Linked DNA regions of Mus musculus: all the other regions are linked to region 3. The links are chromatin contacts, called in public HiChIP or PLAC-seq and promoter capture Hi-C maps. All regions are on one chromosome and are shown on one strand. Each heading gives the region's core, a stretch centred on a gene start, on an enhancer-like site or on the middle of the called end of the contact. The rest is flanking DNA. Distances are from core to core; before and after follow the strand shown. Region 1 overlaps Fbxo34 (F-box protein 34). Region 2 overlaps Gm41148 (a long non-coding RNA gene). Region 3 overlaps Tmem260 (transmembrane protein 260).

What was found. HiChIP or PLAC-seq counts read pairs in DNA pulled down with a chosen protein or histone mark. Capture Hi-C pulls out chosen DNA fragments and counts their contacts.
Region 1: a contact with region 3 is called in a promoter capture Hi-C map of adipose tissue, with 3 times the contacts expected there. The contact joins two enhancer-like sites. A contact is called at or near these places in 2 of 39 promoter capture datasets (liver and pre-B cells) and 1 of 9 other capture datasets (adipose tissue).
Region 2: an H3K4me3 HiChIP or PLAC-seq map of bone marrow-derived macrophages shows a contact between it and region 3, with 5 times the contacts expected there. The contact joins two enhancer-like sites. A contact is called at or near these places in 1 of 39 promoter capture datasets (stem cell-derived epiblast-like cells), 1 of 115 datasets of contacts at active chromatin or transcription factors (bone marrow-derived macrophages) and 1 of 9 other capture datasets (pancreatic islet).

What each region holds. Positions count from the first base shown.
Region 1 is chr14:47,513,825-47,518,210 of GRCm38.p6, reverse strand. The region is part of intron 1 of Fbxo34 (F-box protein 34); the gene reads right to left. Among named protein-coding and RNA genes, the nearest start is that of Gm35166, 7.8 kb to the right of the region's middle. Within about 2 kb of position 2,405, at least 144 of the 459 cell types and tissues checked have an H3K27ac peak or open chromatin away from gene starts, as enhancers often do. A contact at or near this core is called in adipose tissue and liver, where this site is marked.
Region 2 is chr14:47,792,157-47,797,202 of GRCm38.p6, reverse strand. It overlaps Gm41148 (a long non-coding RNA gene), which reads left to right. Exons shown (of 3, transcript XR_874597.2): 2 at 1,115-1,357. Among named protein-coding and RNA genes, the nearest start is that of Gm41148, 11 kb to the left of the region's middle. Within about 2 kb of position 1,907, at least 9 of the 459 cell types and tissues checked have an H3K27ac peak or open chromatin away from gene starts, as enhancers often do. A contact at or near this core is called in bone marrow-derived macrophages, where this site is marked.
Region 3 is chr14:48,456,612-48,461,041 of GRCm38.p6, reverse strand. All of the region lies in intron 3 of Tmem260 (transmembrane protein 260), which reads right to left. Among named protein-coding and RNA genes, the nearest start is that of Tmem260, 12 kb to the right of the region's middle. Within about 2 kb of position 1,936, at least 29 of the 459 cell types and tissues checked have an H3K27ac peak or open chromatin away from gene starts, as enhancers often do. A contact at or near this core is called in adipose tissue, bone marrow-derived macrophages and liver, where this site is marked.

The DNA of each region.
Region 1 (4,386 bases), core at 1,156-3,655, 940 kb after region 3:
AGCACTGAGGCTGCACTGATGGAGCTCACTGCCAATCAGCCTAGCCTACTTGGCAAATTCTAGGCCACTAAGAGAGCCTGTCTTCAAAAACAAGGTAGATGGACCAACACCTATCTATAGTTGTCCTCAGGCCTCTACACATATGCAGACATACACAAACAAGTCAATGCTCACATGCACGTGTGCGCACATATACATACAATCTAACTGCAATGCTGGCTGTAGAGGCCAGGATAAAAAGAGAACGTATGTAATAGACGTCACTAACAGGTTATCATTTCAGCACACCAAACTCACAGCCAACAAAGACAAGGAATTCTAGATGTGGCCAGGAGCTGAGTCTGACTAATTTAATAACTACTACCCCAGAGCCTTGCTCTTACATTGCTGAATTTGAATGAATGATGCCTTTTATAGGAGACAGCCTTAGTCCAGAAAGGGGTACAAATGTGATCTCCATCTGCACTGCCCAAAGTGCCCATCAGATCGCTCTGGCTTCGTGTGAGATCCAAAGCATTGGAGCACCACAATGGAGCACAAAACGAAAAATTCATTAGAAACATTTATCTCACAATTGTTTTCAAAAATTACTTAAAAATTCAAAATGCTGGTAAATTACTGAGAAACAAGTTCTGGGCTGGTGAAATGGCTTAGTGGTTAAGGTCCTTGTTGCTAAGTGTCACAACCTAGTTCCATCCTCAGAACACACACGGTATAAGGAGAGAGGCAATCTCCAAAAGTTGTCGTCTGATCTCCTCGAGGACCACTTCACATGTCCATGCACACGCATACACACACTAATATTAGGGGCTGGAGAGACAGCTCAATGTTTAAAAACAATGGTTGCTCTTCCAGAAGACCCAGGTTAGAGTCCCAGGATCCACATGGTGGCTCACAAACATCGGTAGCTTCAGTTCCAAAATATCCAATGCCACCTGTGGTGCACAAACAGGCAGGCAAAACACCACACACATCACACACAAACAACATACAAAGACTTTCTCTCACAAACCCACACACAAAGAATGTTTTAAAAAAACCTTAAATTGTATCTCAATTTAATGTCCTCTATGTCTTCACCAACAGTCTCAGGTAAGCCTCAGATGGCCCTGGGGTTAAACAAACTTTGAAGAACAGCAGGGAGAACACAAAGGGTGCTGGTGTGAGACAGACAGCTGCTTTTACACTTCCTCAGGGAAACCTCCCCTATTTGTCTCATTACAGAATCTCACTGAACTGGGCAGCCTCTCCTTCGTGGGCGGCCCTCTTCAGCTATTTGCTTGAAATAAAATACTTAAGAGGTGACTAGGATTCAGGAAGTATTCTCTCAAATGCTAGAGAAGCGTCATCATGGTATAAACACTGACAGAGGACTGCGGCAAGGCCCGAGGAGATACCAATGGAGGCCCAGACGCTTTAGGGTATTCCAATGGGCAATGGGCAGTTATGAAGCCAAACCTTACTGCAACTACAAAACCACACCCTTATCCTCCAAGCCTCCTTTCTACAGAAGGCATGGTGTCCACTCCTGTAAATCCTAGCACATGAGAGAGCAAGGCAAGAGTGACTGTCAGGAGTCTGAGGCCAGCCAGGGCTACAATACACGGACTGAGCAAGACTGCATCTTGAAAGAGGTCCCACTCCTGAGGGAAACAACAACAAACCCAATGTCTTCTATAAGCTACCAATACAAAACTGTTAGCACCGATGTGTCTTAGACTTCATGTTCAAGTTGATTATGACGGAACACTTGACTAGCATGCATTTTAAGGGCCCGGGTTCAGCCCCATAGAAAAAGAAACCCCAACAAGAAAAAACAAGAAGGTAAGGCTTTAAAACAGCTGTCTATAGTATCCAGGTAAAGAAATGCATGTTAATTTGAACACAAACTGAACCCTAACAAGCTGAGAAATGACTAAGTAGTCTAAGACAGCACCCTAACTGATGAACTATAGGGAATTTGAAGTTTAACTGTTAGCAACTACTCAATATATATTATACTAAAAATCTCAACACTAAATCCTGTCACTGCTAACAATGTCATAGAGGATATTAGCTCAAACAAAAACACAGTTGAAGACAGCAGATTCTCTTTTTTTTGTTTGTTTGTTTGTTTTTTCGAGACAGGGTTTCTCTGTGTAGCCCTGGCTGTCCTGGAACTCACTCTGTAGACCAGGCTGGCCTCGAACTCAGAACTCCGCCTGCCTCTGCCTCCCCAGTGCTGGGATTAAAGGTGTGCGCCACCACGCCCGGCTGCAGATTCTTTAGATGAAAACTTTCCTCATAGGATGGGACGGCAGCATCAGTTATCACCAGTTTGCAGCTTTCACTAAGTCAAGGACTCTGGCACTGAGAAGTCACTGATAAATTACAAAACCGAAACACAGTCAGCCACTAGAGGGACTCCTGATGAGAAAGAAAAAAAAACAAACAAACACTTTCAAAAATAAAACCTACCAGCTGTAATCTGGTCAGTCCTGGAGAACTAGTCACTAGTTTACAGGAAACATGGCAGAGCGGGAATTGGGGCAGCCTCCTGGGGGTACACAGGAAAGTCTGGGTTTTGGGGAAGCTCTAGAAGAGTTGTTTTAAAAATCTTGATTTTTCATCTTCCAACTTCAAACAGAAAAAGTTGGGACAGCATATATTTAACAAGAGACTCAATGAACACATACATGATCCTAGCAGTCAGAAGGTAGAAACAGGGAATCAGGAGTTCGCGCCACCCCTGAGCTACGAGGGTAATAAATGGCTGGCACTTTAGTACGAAGCTCAATTCTTCTGTATTTACTGGTTTTTGTTTGATTTCAAAGAGAAATCGGCAGAAGCAGCTGGAAAGCACTGGATAGACGAGCCCTGAAATGTCCCTTCTGTCTACAGTGTCAGCTCCAGGCTGACTGGCTGGAGGGAGGTTTGGTGGGGGGGAGGCCACTCAGCGGCCTTACTCCTTCCTGGTTCAGACAAGGGGCAGGTTCTTACTCCACTCCACACCCATTACTGACAACTGAACAGGAAATAAATCAGGAAGCAATCTAAAAAGAAAGAAAAGGGAGACACACTAGGAAACCAAGTAATAAAAAGAACTGGACTAAAAGTGACAATGGCAAATGCCAACCAACTTGTTTCTTTCTCTTAAAGAAAGCTCAAGATGTGCTGATTTGAGAAAAGCTCTCCCTGCTGTAGTCCAGGCTGGCCTTGGACTTGAGAGTCTCTCATGTGCTACAGTTACAAGCATGAATCAACAAAGCTGATTCAATCTATCACTTATTAAACACACGTTTTTTTCTTTCTTACTTTATAAAAATAAGTGTATGTGTGGGTGGGTGGGGGCATGCTCGCCACAGCACGTGTGTGGCAGTCAGGACAACTTGCAGGAGGCATGTCTACATAGATTCTTTTTAAAAATAAAAAATGCCAAACTATTATCAGCACAAATAAACTCTGATAAACAGACTCCTAAACACCAAAACTAGGAAGGAAGAAAATACCAAAAACAAAAAAATATAAAATATAATAAAGAAATATAATTATTTCCACATAGCAATTTTATACTTATTTTTAAAAACATATAATTAACTTCAACAGAAAACCCCCCAACTTACCTAACTCAAAATGACTAGAAAGCATGCACACAGATCACGCCTGGATCCCTTTAGTATTTCTATTACTAATGAAGTAAACCACGGCAGTGCTAACAGCCACGATCAAACCCCCCTGCCTACACAGAAAGCAGAGCACACTGTATGGCTGCATGTGACAAGTTCCTACAGGATCCTCTGTCCGAACAGTTGGTCCCAGTTAGTAGTGCTGTTTTGGGATGTTATGGAACCTTTTGGACATGGGAATTAGCTTCAAAATGGAGGGACATGGGGCTGGAAAGTTGGCTCAATGGTTAAGAGCACTTGTTGTTGCTGCAAGGACCTGGGTTCAATTCCAAGCACCCACATGGACGCTCACCACCGCCTTGGGTACCAGGCTCACATGTGGCAAATGGATGTACCTGCAGGCAAAACACTCATACACCTGAAATAATAAAAATAAATCTTTAAAAAAAATGTAGGACCATGAAAACAGGGTGCCCAGGTACAGCCCAGAGCCCTTCTTTCAAGTATTTTGCCATGGCTAGCACAGACACCTGGATAAGAAAAGCCAGGAGACAAGTAAATGGAAAGGCGGTGAGAGAAACGACGACCTTACTACTCCCTCTGTATTGTCAATCTTATCGAAAATAAGCAACCATAATCACAGCTCACAAACTTCTGCAATTTCTGACACATGGTTCCAACCTTTTCCTTTCCACACTCAAAACAGGATGCTACTTGCTTGCATTGCTTGGTAGTCAATCACAGGCCACTGGAAAAAGTAAGAAAGCAACACATCCCACCC
Region 2 (5,046 bases), core at 658-3,157, 660 kb after region 3:
CACCTGTAGAGACATAAATGAATATCTGTTCTCCTGACAGTTAGGAATACAGCACCTGTGACAAACCAAAAAGTTCCACACAAGTTTAATCACATGAGCCTATGTGTTTACTGAGCTTACTGTTAGGAATGTGGGAGACACCAAAGCTGTCTCTTCAGCAAAACATTTTTCCCCAGTGTGGATGACGACTTCCCCACAGGGCCAAAGATGGAGACCCTCAGTTGAGTTTCCACCCTCCTGTGTCTTCCAACATGACATAAGACCATGTGCAGCTGGCGCAGTACTGGGTACAGCTAAGAAAGAGGTGTAGAAGGGATGGGCAGGAATCTAATGACCTACCCTACAGCTTCGTACTGGGGGAATTCATGAAAACAGTCACAGCCACTCTGATTGTTGGTTCCCAACACAGAGGCAGGCTGATCTCTGTGTGTTCAAGGCCAGTCTGGTTTACATGGTGAGTTCCAGACCAACAGGGTTACATAGTGTAACCCTGTCTCAAAAAAAAAAAAAAAAATCGAGTTCCACACCGCAGCCATAGCATTTCTAGTTTTCCAATAATATATGTAGACTATAAAAACAAACTTGATTTTCAAAAGTTTATTGACAGATCTATGTGCATGTGGGTTGGTTGGTTGGTGGCTTAGTTGGTTTGGTTTGGGTTTTTTTACACAGAGTTTCTCTATGTAGCCTTGGCTATCCTGGACTTCGTTGTAGACCAGGCTGGTCTTGAGCTCAGAGATCTACCTGCCTCTGCCTCCCAAGTGCCAGGATTAAAGGTATGCACCACCACCACCCAGCTCTGGTATTTGGGGGGAAAAAACATTTAATAGAGGGAAAGGAATCAAAACTATGTTTCTAGTCCCCTCTCTAAGGTGGCATAGAGTTGGTTACCAGGCTCTGCAGGTCTGCAAACCTACACTGTCAACAAGGGGGGCAGGCCTCCGTTTCTAGTGCCTCTGAAGGGTCCTTCTGTGGGTCTGCACTAGATACAGTGCATGCTCCTATGGGCATGGCTCCCAAGGCCCTATGATGGCTGTCAGTCATCTGGGGCTGCTTAGCTTCTCAAGTCTCTGAAAGTTTTTGTTTTTGTTTTGTTTTTTTTTTTTTAATGCAGCCATACAGGTGTCCCTACAATGCCAGCCCTCTGACTGGCAGCTTCTAAGCCTTTGGATTCTCATGACTCACTGTGCTCATACAACTGACAGGACAAGCAAGGAGATCTTGGAAATGCCACCTTCCCTCTATGCCAGTTGCTGTCAACCTTGCTCCCTTGCCCCCCAATAGGACAACTCCGAGGTGCATGGCCTGGATTATCTTCTGGAATTCCCCAGCAGAATTAGACAGCAGTCATTCACAGGTGACTCATTCTATAGCAGCCCTTCGATGCTTCATACCCTTCCCTGACCTCCTCATCCCACTGCCAGTTAGCACGTGGATTGTCTCCAGATAAATTACATTCAAAATCTCATTCCAAGGTTGCTTCTGGGGGACTCAACCTGAGATGCTTGATCTCCTGGCAACTGGGGTCTGCAACATGCGTCCACCTGACTTCAATGTTTCCATCCATGCTAGTGAAGAAGTCAGGCAGTTTAGAATGCAAACTCAGGCTACCAACAAGGTCCCTCCTGTGACCAGTGAGCTGTTAGCATAGGAACCAGCCACAGAATCTAAGGGATACCATGAAAGAGGCAGTGACTTCCCATCCGGTCTCTACTAGGGCATGATTTTAACTGGGACTCTTCTAGTTTGTTCCAATAATTCCTTTTTTCTACTTCTATTATCCAGAAGTAGATTACCCTATTGTCATCAAACAGTATTAACATGAGTCAGTTTTACAGGACAGCATATGAAAACTGAGACCCAGAAAAAGGAAGAGACTTATGTAGGGTTGCAGAAGTAGAGGGAAGAGGTAGATGCTCTTACCATAGCGACTGACTGTTGGGCACTGCGAAAGAAGGCATCTGACTGTAAAGCCTCAGATGCTGCTTTCAGATTTGGGAAGTTACTCAAACTCTTTAAGTTCCTCAATAGGAAACGCTAAAAAAACAAATGAGATGATCTAACCACTTAGCATGGACATTATGAGGGTGTATATTTGGCTCTAAATAACAGAAGACCCACGTAGAAGATTCACTAAAGTACATACGTGATGAATTTGCTATCTCCAGAGAACAGGAGGTTCTAAGGCTATTGAGTGGATTCAGTTTTGTTCTGTGATAGTGGATAACTATATAGCAGAGACTGGCCTTGAATTCATGTTCTTCCTGCCTTAGGCTCTTAAGTATTGGGGTAACAGGAAAGAGACTGTCTACCCAAGAAGGAAAGCCTTGACTGTCTCATTGAGGTGTATTGGCCACTACAAGACCTAAACCAAACCCTGAACAGAAGAATCCACACACATGATTGAATTAGACCGAGGCAACAAGTACCCCTCACACTGGAATAGACAGAGACGCTGAGCCAACAGGGGCATTGGGGCTCTGCCACAGGGAGGGAACATGGGCTGACTGCTCAGTGAGAAAAGAGCAAAGTCAACCATGGCTCCTGGGTGTACAGAAGATGCAGGAAAAATTATAAATGAAATGAAATAATAAATAAGTCCATCATAGCACATAGCATCTCTTCTTTGTGCTTAAAAAAAAAAAAAAAAAAAAGCAGCTCTTTCCCTGGTTAAGGCCACTGTCCTCACAGAGACTGAGTATCTGGGAGAGTAACTCCATATCTCAAAAATCATTTTTTCATTCCAGTACAGAGGAAATTTTTGTGAAAGGGAAGGGAGCTGCGGGTCTGGGAGAATAAATTAATAAAGAAAGAAGAGATGGAGCAAGATGGTCACCAGCGTCATGGATATCATGGTTCTGCCTGCGTCTGTTCCCCGCTAGGCTTTAAAGAATGGATTTTACTTTCATTTGTCTTCCTGAAGCCCAAATTCCCACTTGCACCAAAAGACTTCTAAGCAGACAGCCAGCGGAAAACAAGTCTGAGCCTTGGCTACTGAGCCCCTTGTGACTCTAGGCTGCAGGCAGAGGACTTGTCTAACTGGTTTAGTCTGCCCTGACTTAGGCAGCCCCTCATGAATGGATCAGGACAGACATGGCCTCTCCATTACCCACCAGGTTCCTGCTCTGACTTCCCTCCAAGATGGACTATGAACTATTACCTAAATAAACCTTTTCCTCCCCAACTTGCTTAGTGTTTATCACAGCAACAAGAGGAAAATTAAGGCATATCCCAAATGCAAGTCCTGATACTTAACATTTCAGTGTGATTTAATCTCACATTGTTCCCGTATATTATCACTATAGCTAGACCATATATTTACACCATAGCTTGTGTTTAGTAGCTAAAACCTTCTCAATTTGTGTATGCTCTATGATACCCACACAGCAGTACACATTTCAGAATGTGTCTTTATGACTGAGCCAATCACGGCTGTGTCTAGCCTGGTAACCTAGTGCCTTATGAGACCTCTCTATAGCTGACCAAAGGACCCTCGAGAGTCATGAAAGTAAGAGGCATCTTCCCGAACACCAGGCTTGAGCAGCCACAAGCATCCCTGAGCTCCAACTCAACGTGGAGCAGAAGAGATTATCCCAGGTGACCTTCTGTCCCTGTGGTCCCTGTGTGGGGTTCTTGTGTCTTCTCTCCCACTGTGTCCTTGACTGTCTTCTCATGTCCTTGTCTTCCTATAGAAGACAAAATCAGTCAGTGTTCCCCTCTTTATCGCATGAGTATCAAGAAGGGACATCATCCTGCATATTGGAACATCTGGAATTATACAGAGTAATGCCAAGACTTTACCACCCATTGTCCCCATTGAGCTTAGGATTTCAGAAACCCAAATAAGCTTACCAGACCCAGTGTGAAATAAGATTGCAGATGCCTCTGAAAGAATGCTGGCATCTTCATCGTCTAGAAAACCTGAATCAGATAAGGCTTATACAGTTACAAGGGTAGGACCTTCTTCCTACAACAGAGTTCCCAAAGGCAGAGATAGAAAAGGCAGCTTGGGGAAGTGATGCCCAGTGGCTATCGCTTCCTGAGTTCTTAGAACAGGTCATCTGGACTCTTTTGGAAATACAAACAAGGACTCCCACACTTAGGGCTGTGTGGCCCAAGCAGGACCATTTCACTTGTGTGAGATATCATTCCTTCATCTCCATCACCCAGGAAGACTGTGAGTCGAGTATCCAGAGAGACAACTCTTGTGACGTCCCTGGCCCCGGACTCCACACGCAATACATGCTAAGGAAATAGAGTTCTGAACATAGCTGTCACCATCCCATCATCCCCTGCCCAGTGTGCCCAATATACCAGGGCTGTCACTGAGTTGAGCTAGCTGTTCCAGCAGGATAAGAGCCGGGTTTGCTTGGGCAGAGGCTCTGAGATTCTGAGGCAGTGCCAGGTCTCACCATTCCTGAGCTCAGCACCACTGACTTTTCAGACTGAGTACTCGTTAGTTCTACAGGCTGTCCTGGGTGTTTGGGAATATTTGGCAATATTTCTGGTTTCTATTCATAAGACAGCAGTAGCCTCCTCCCTAGTTGTGGCAATTAAAAATACCTCCAGGTGTTGCCAAGTACCCTCTGGGAAGCAAGATCAGGCCCAGTTGAGAAACCCCTGTATAATGAAATGTTCATAATGGATTTCTTAGCATCCAAGAATCCACTCAGAACTTCTGGTTAGAATCCAACTGCCCTGTTTCTGAAGAACACATTACACATTTCATAAGCATTGTCGGGTAGGGGGTGCTGGGAATATTATTGAACATTTGTATTTATTTATATGAGCACTTCACTCTATGATCATATGTCCTGGCTACTGGTTTCTGTTCAATAAAATGGTGGTGGGCAAGCAGGCAGGATGGGCTATGCCTTGGACACAGGCCAGATGTTTACAGCCCCCACCCCCACCCCCTGGCCTGGATCAACACCCTCACAAAGGCACACACACACACACACACACACACACACACACCACTACTCTTTTCAAAGCTATTTATGACTCTCTAGAGCAACAGAGCCAAAGCACTGTCCCCTTCATCTG
Region 3 (4,430 bases), core at 687-3,186:
AACAATACATTTTTAGAATTTACTGTGACTTACAAAAAGGTGTAACCTGATGAGCCGTATAGAAATCACATACTTTTGACACCACTGCTGTGATCATTTAAATAAAACAACCACTATGTTGTAAAGGGTAGCCACGCATCAGCATCAGTAACCAAAACTAAGTTTTTATACTACTGAAGAGGTATACTTAATTCTAAGGTGTCATACCAGTAGAGAAAAGCAAAAATACCAACAACTTAACGTATCAGATTCAAGTCACTGAAGTACGTTTTGTTTTATTTTTATTGTAGTTGTGTTTGAACACAGGGTTATAGATACAGTGGTCAAGTGAGTCACCACTGAGCTGTATGTCCAGCCTTCTTTGAGTTTTATTTTTGAGAGAGAGACAGAGAGACAGAGAGGGAGAGACAGAGACAGAAACAGAGAGACTGTGTGTGTGTGTGTGTGTGTGTGTGTGTGTGTGTGTGTGTGTGTGTGTGTGTGTGTTTTACTGAGGATTGAAGCCAGTGGCCTTGAACATACTGAGCTATATCCCAGGCCTCTGTAACTTGGCCTTGAATTTGCTGTATTTCTATCCTATTCTCCTGAATAGCTCGGATTATATATAGGCCTGTACTGTCAGGCCCAGTTTGTTTTATTTTTTGTAAACATATTCTATGTATAAACATATTATGTGATATATTTGTAGTAGATGAATCTTCTTGATTTTTTGGGGGGGGCAGGTTATCTCTAAAATCACGTGGTTTACAGCCAAACACTAGGCAGAAAGAGATACCAAATTGGATGTCTCCATCAGGTCCGTCCCTTTGGATTTCGGGGAACCCTGTGGAAGAGGGAGAGGAAGAATTGTAGGAGCCAGAGGGGTCAAGGACACCAGGAGAACAGGGTCCACAGATGTCAACAAAGCAGGGCTCATAGGGGCTCACAGAGTCTGCATGGCTCGTAGCTAGGTCCTCTGCATACGTTATGGTTGTTAGCTGGTTGTTGTTGTGGGACTCCTGAGAGTAGGAGTCAGGGTTGCTCTGACTCTTCTGCCTGCTCTTGGGACCCTTCTCCTCCTACTGGGTTACCTCATGCGGCCTGATATGAGGGTTTGGGCTTAGTTTTATTATATCTGGATATGCAGTGTTCAGCTGATATCCCTGGGAGGCCTGCTCTTTTCTAAAGGGAAACAGAGGAGGAGGAGATTGGGGACGGGGATGGGAGAGTGCAGGCAGGGAGCTGTGGTTGGGATGTATTGAAAACAACAACAACAACAACAAAATCATGTGGTTCACAGTTTAGGCAAATGCAGTGCTCTGTCCGACGCAGACAGACCTATGGAGACAGTACGGGAAGGATGTCAAGTCTTTTCAATCCCACTGAGTAACTCTCAGTGAAGATTCACTCCACTGAAGGAGAGCGGCTGCGAGGGCTTTAAGAAAGTCCATCCTAACAAGCAAGGGCATCGTCATTCTCCAGTTAACACGGAACCACTTTCTTTTTGGTCCATAACATCCGTGAGACCTAGAGAGGGCTCCTGAGGAAGTTACTGACTGTGCAGTAGTTTTCTCGCGGACAGAACAGCATTCATCTGTTGACTCAATGGATAAATCAGGGGTTTCAATTCATAGCACTGACACAGACTTGCTATCGATGGATGGTAAAGTGCACCCTTCCTTTCCACTCCATGGTATTTGATTTTCATGTGTAGTCACATACTTGTCTAACCCTCAACCAGAAGGCAAACAACGGAAACCTGAAACTCGTTCCAAGCACACATTTGATATGCCTCCTAAAACTCATGAATCCATTTGACTTCAGTGATATCTACATAGCAGCAACCCCACATGGGACGCACTAGCTTTACTGACACTGAGCGCTCCTACTTCAGGGAAGTGGAAGCGGAAGCAGGCAGGGAGCAGCGGCATAGGCACACTACCGGCTACTAAATTACTACAGTGTCACTTCCTAACAAGAAAGTCACAGTGGATCAGAGGAAGGAAGTATGCTAACGCAGGCTAGATCAACTGCACACCCCACCCCCTCTCTGTGCGTCGGTCTGTCTGTCTTTGGTTTTGGTTTTCTGAGATGGGATTTCTCTGACTGTCCTGAAATTTACTCTGTAGACCAGGCTGGCCTCAAACTCAGAGATCAGCCTGCCTCTCTGCCTCTGCCTCTGCCTCTGCTTCTGCCTCCAGAGTGCTGGGATTAAAGGCATGTGCCACCACTGCCCACGACACGTATCATTCTTATCCTCCCGTAGTCTTATCTTTCCAGGCTTTAGTCATGAAAATGACGTGAAGGTTTCCCTCTGGCTCATTCACATAATCAACGTCCTGGTTTGTCATCTCTCCAGGCTGTGTGGAGAATGGTCAGACTAGCATTTTCAGGGAAGGAAAACCCAAGCCCTGCTACACACCTTTCGTTTGCTGTCAGTCAGCATTCCTGTAGCAAATGATCTCTGAGCATCAAGTGTGTCTCGCTCTAGGCAGCCGAGAGCAGGGGATCCAAACCTTTATACTGCCAGGTTCAGACCCGGTGAACAAAAAGCAGCAACTGAGGACCGTGTATATTCAGGTTTTCTCTCTTCAGCCACTACCACTAGGCCTCAAAAATGATAATCTTCCCATCTCTAATAACTTTGAAAGTAAGTCCTTATCCCATATTTTATAAAAAATGTGTTGCCACTTCTGAGAAAAAAAAAATCATACCAAGGTTACTTTCACTTCCTGAGCCAATCAGGACTACTGTTTTTGCCTGTAATAACTATCGATGCTTTTAAAGGAAAACTGCCACGTGTTATTCATGATTAAAAACCATAGAAAAGTGGGGGGAAATTTTAAAGTCTTCAGAAAGAAAAAAAAAATGACATAGCACAACTAAAACAGAAGGAATCAGATCATGAACAGTTTCCATGAATAAATGTAATCAATCAATCAATTTCTGTGAGAATTGAGGTCTACAGGCCAGCCAGCACCATGGTTCCGCAGGTAAAGCCTCTTGCAGACAAACCTCAAGAGCCAAGACGTCCATGTTGAAGGGAAGGAAGCAACTCCCTCAAGCTGTTCCCTGACCTCCAGAGGTGCACTGCGGCGTGCACATGCCTCCTCAACCCCCATAAAATGTTTAGTCAAAAAAGATTAACCTGAGTCTAGCTATATAATAAAACTACAAAGTCTAAAACATTTTATTTCATTGTCCCTCACTATCTCGTACCTAAACAACCTAGACAGCAGCCCTGGACGACTCTGTAGCGTCCCACTGTCTCCCGTATGCCAGGAGTTTGCACAATGAGAGCAATGCCTGCTGAGGTGCCGCCTACTTCAAAAAGTGGCCCGCTCACAGACCACGTGAGTTCAAACACACAGCACCTGGAAACGAGCTTGTGTTCAGCAGTTGAACTGAAACTGCCTCCAAGTATATCCCAGCACATTACTGTCAAAGGCACAGACCAGGGCTTCTATCTCAACACCCGAAGTCCTTCTAACCGAACACTCGGAAGATGTGGAAGATGTGGCCTCATACCCACACTAACTGACACGTTGCAAGTGCAGGAAGTAAGCACAAAGCACCCAAATAATTAAAATCCACACATTGAGGGTATTAAGCTACTTTCATCACCAACGCTAACAAACTCGGAAAACAGGAAACTGATGTAAGTCCCTGAATCAGCTGAAGTTATGAAATGCATTTTAATATTCAACTCGCTAAGGTCATCATCTATCTCTGTGAGTCTGAAAAGCTGCAAGTCTGTGTGAGTTACAAGTTATCGTTTTATTTGTAATTTTAAGAAATATGTGCATTTATTAGTTACCGGCCAGTAATAACTGATGACTAGTTCCAGTAGCAAGGATCTCGGCAGGAAACAGATTTAGCAATTTAAATGTTTTATAAGTTTTTGTAATTGAGGAAACTTTTCATAATCTGACATTTGTTAAAACCACTTATTAGAAATTATGCAGCACAGTAGCTGTGGAAATATGAGCTAGCTTCACAATTATAAAGTCAGCCTCTGCAGCCCTTCCCTATTGTACAGAGTGGCATAAGCCCCACGGCGGCCTATCAGCTAACTGGCAGGCAGGGGGCTGCTCTATTCAAAGTGAGAGATACAAGCTGCAGGGCAAAAACCTGGCAGCTCCCATCTGACCCCACAATCCCCTACTGGTGACAGCTCCAAGCTCCATGGCAAATTAGGCCTTCTCATATTACAATTGGAGAAGACAGATTCCATTAGCAGTATCTGAAATTGAGTGGAGAGCTGCGCTGTTATCAGACTTGACTCATAAGCACTGCTATTAATCAGAGCTATGATAGCATTTATATATTTCAAGCTATCTGCTGCCGCTGTGATATTCTGCTACAAAGGGTTGATGGGACTTAGGGAAGTGAACAATAGCGCTTTCTGGGAAAAGCAGAGTAAATCAAGAAAGTCTATGACTTCCGCGCAT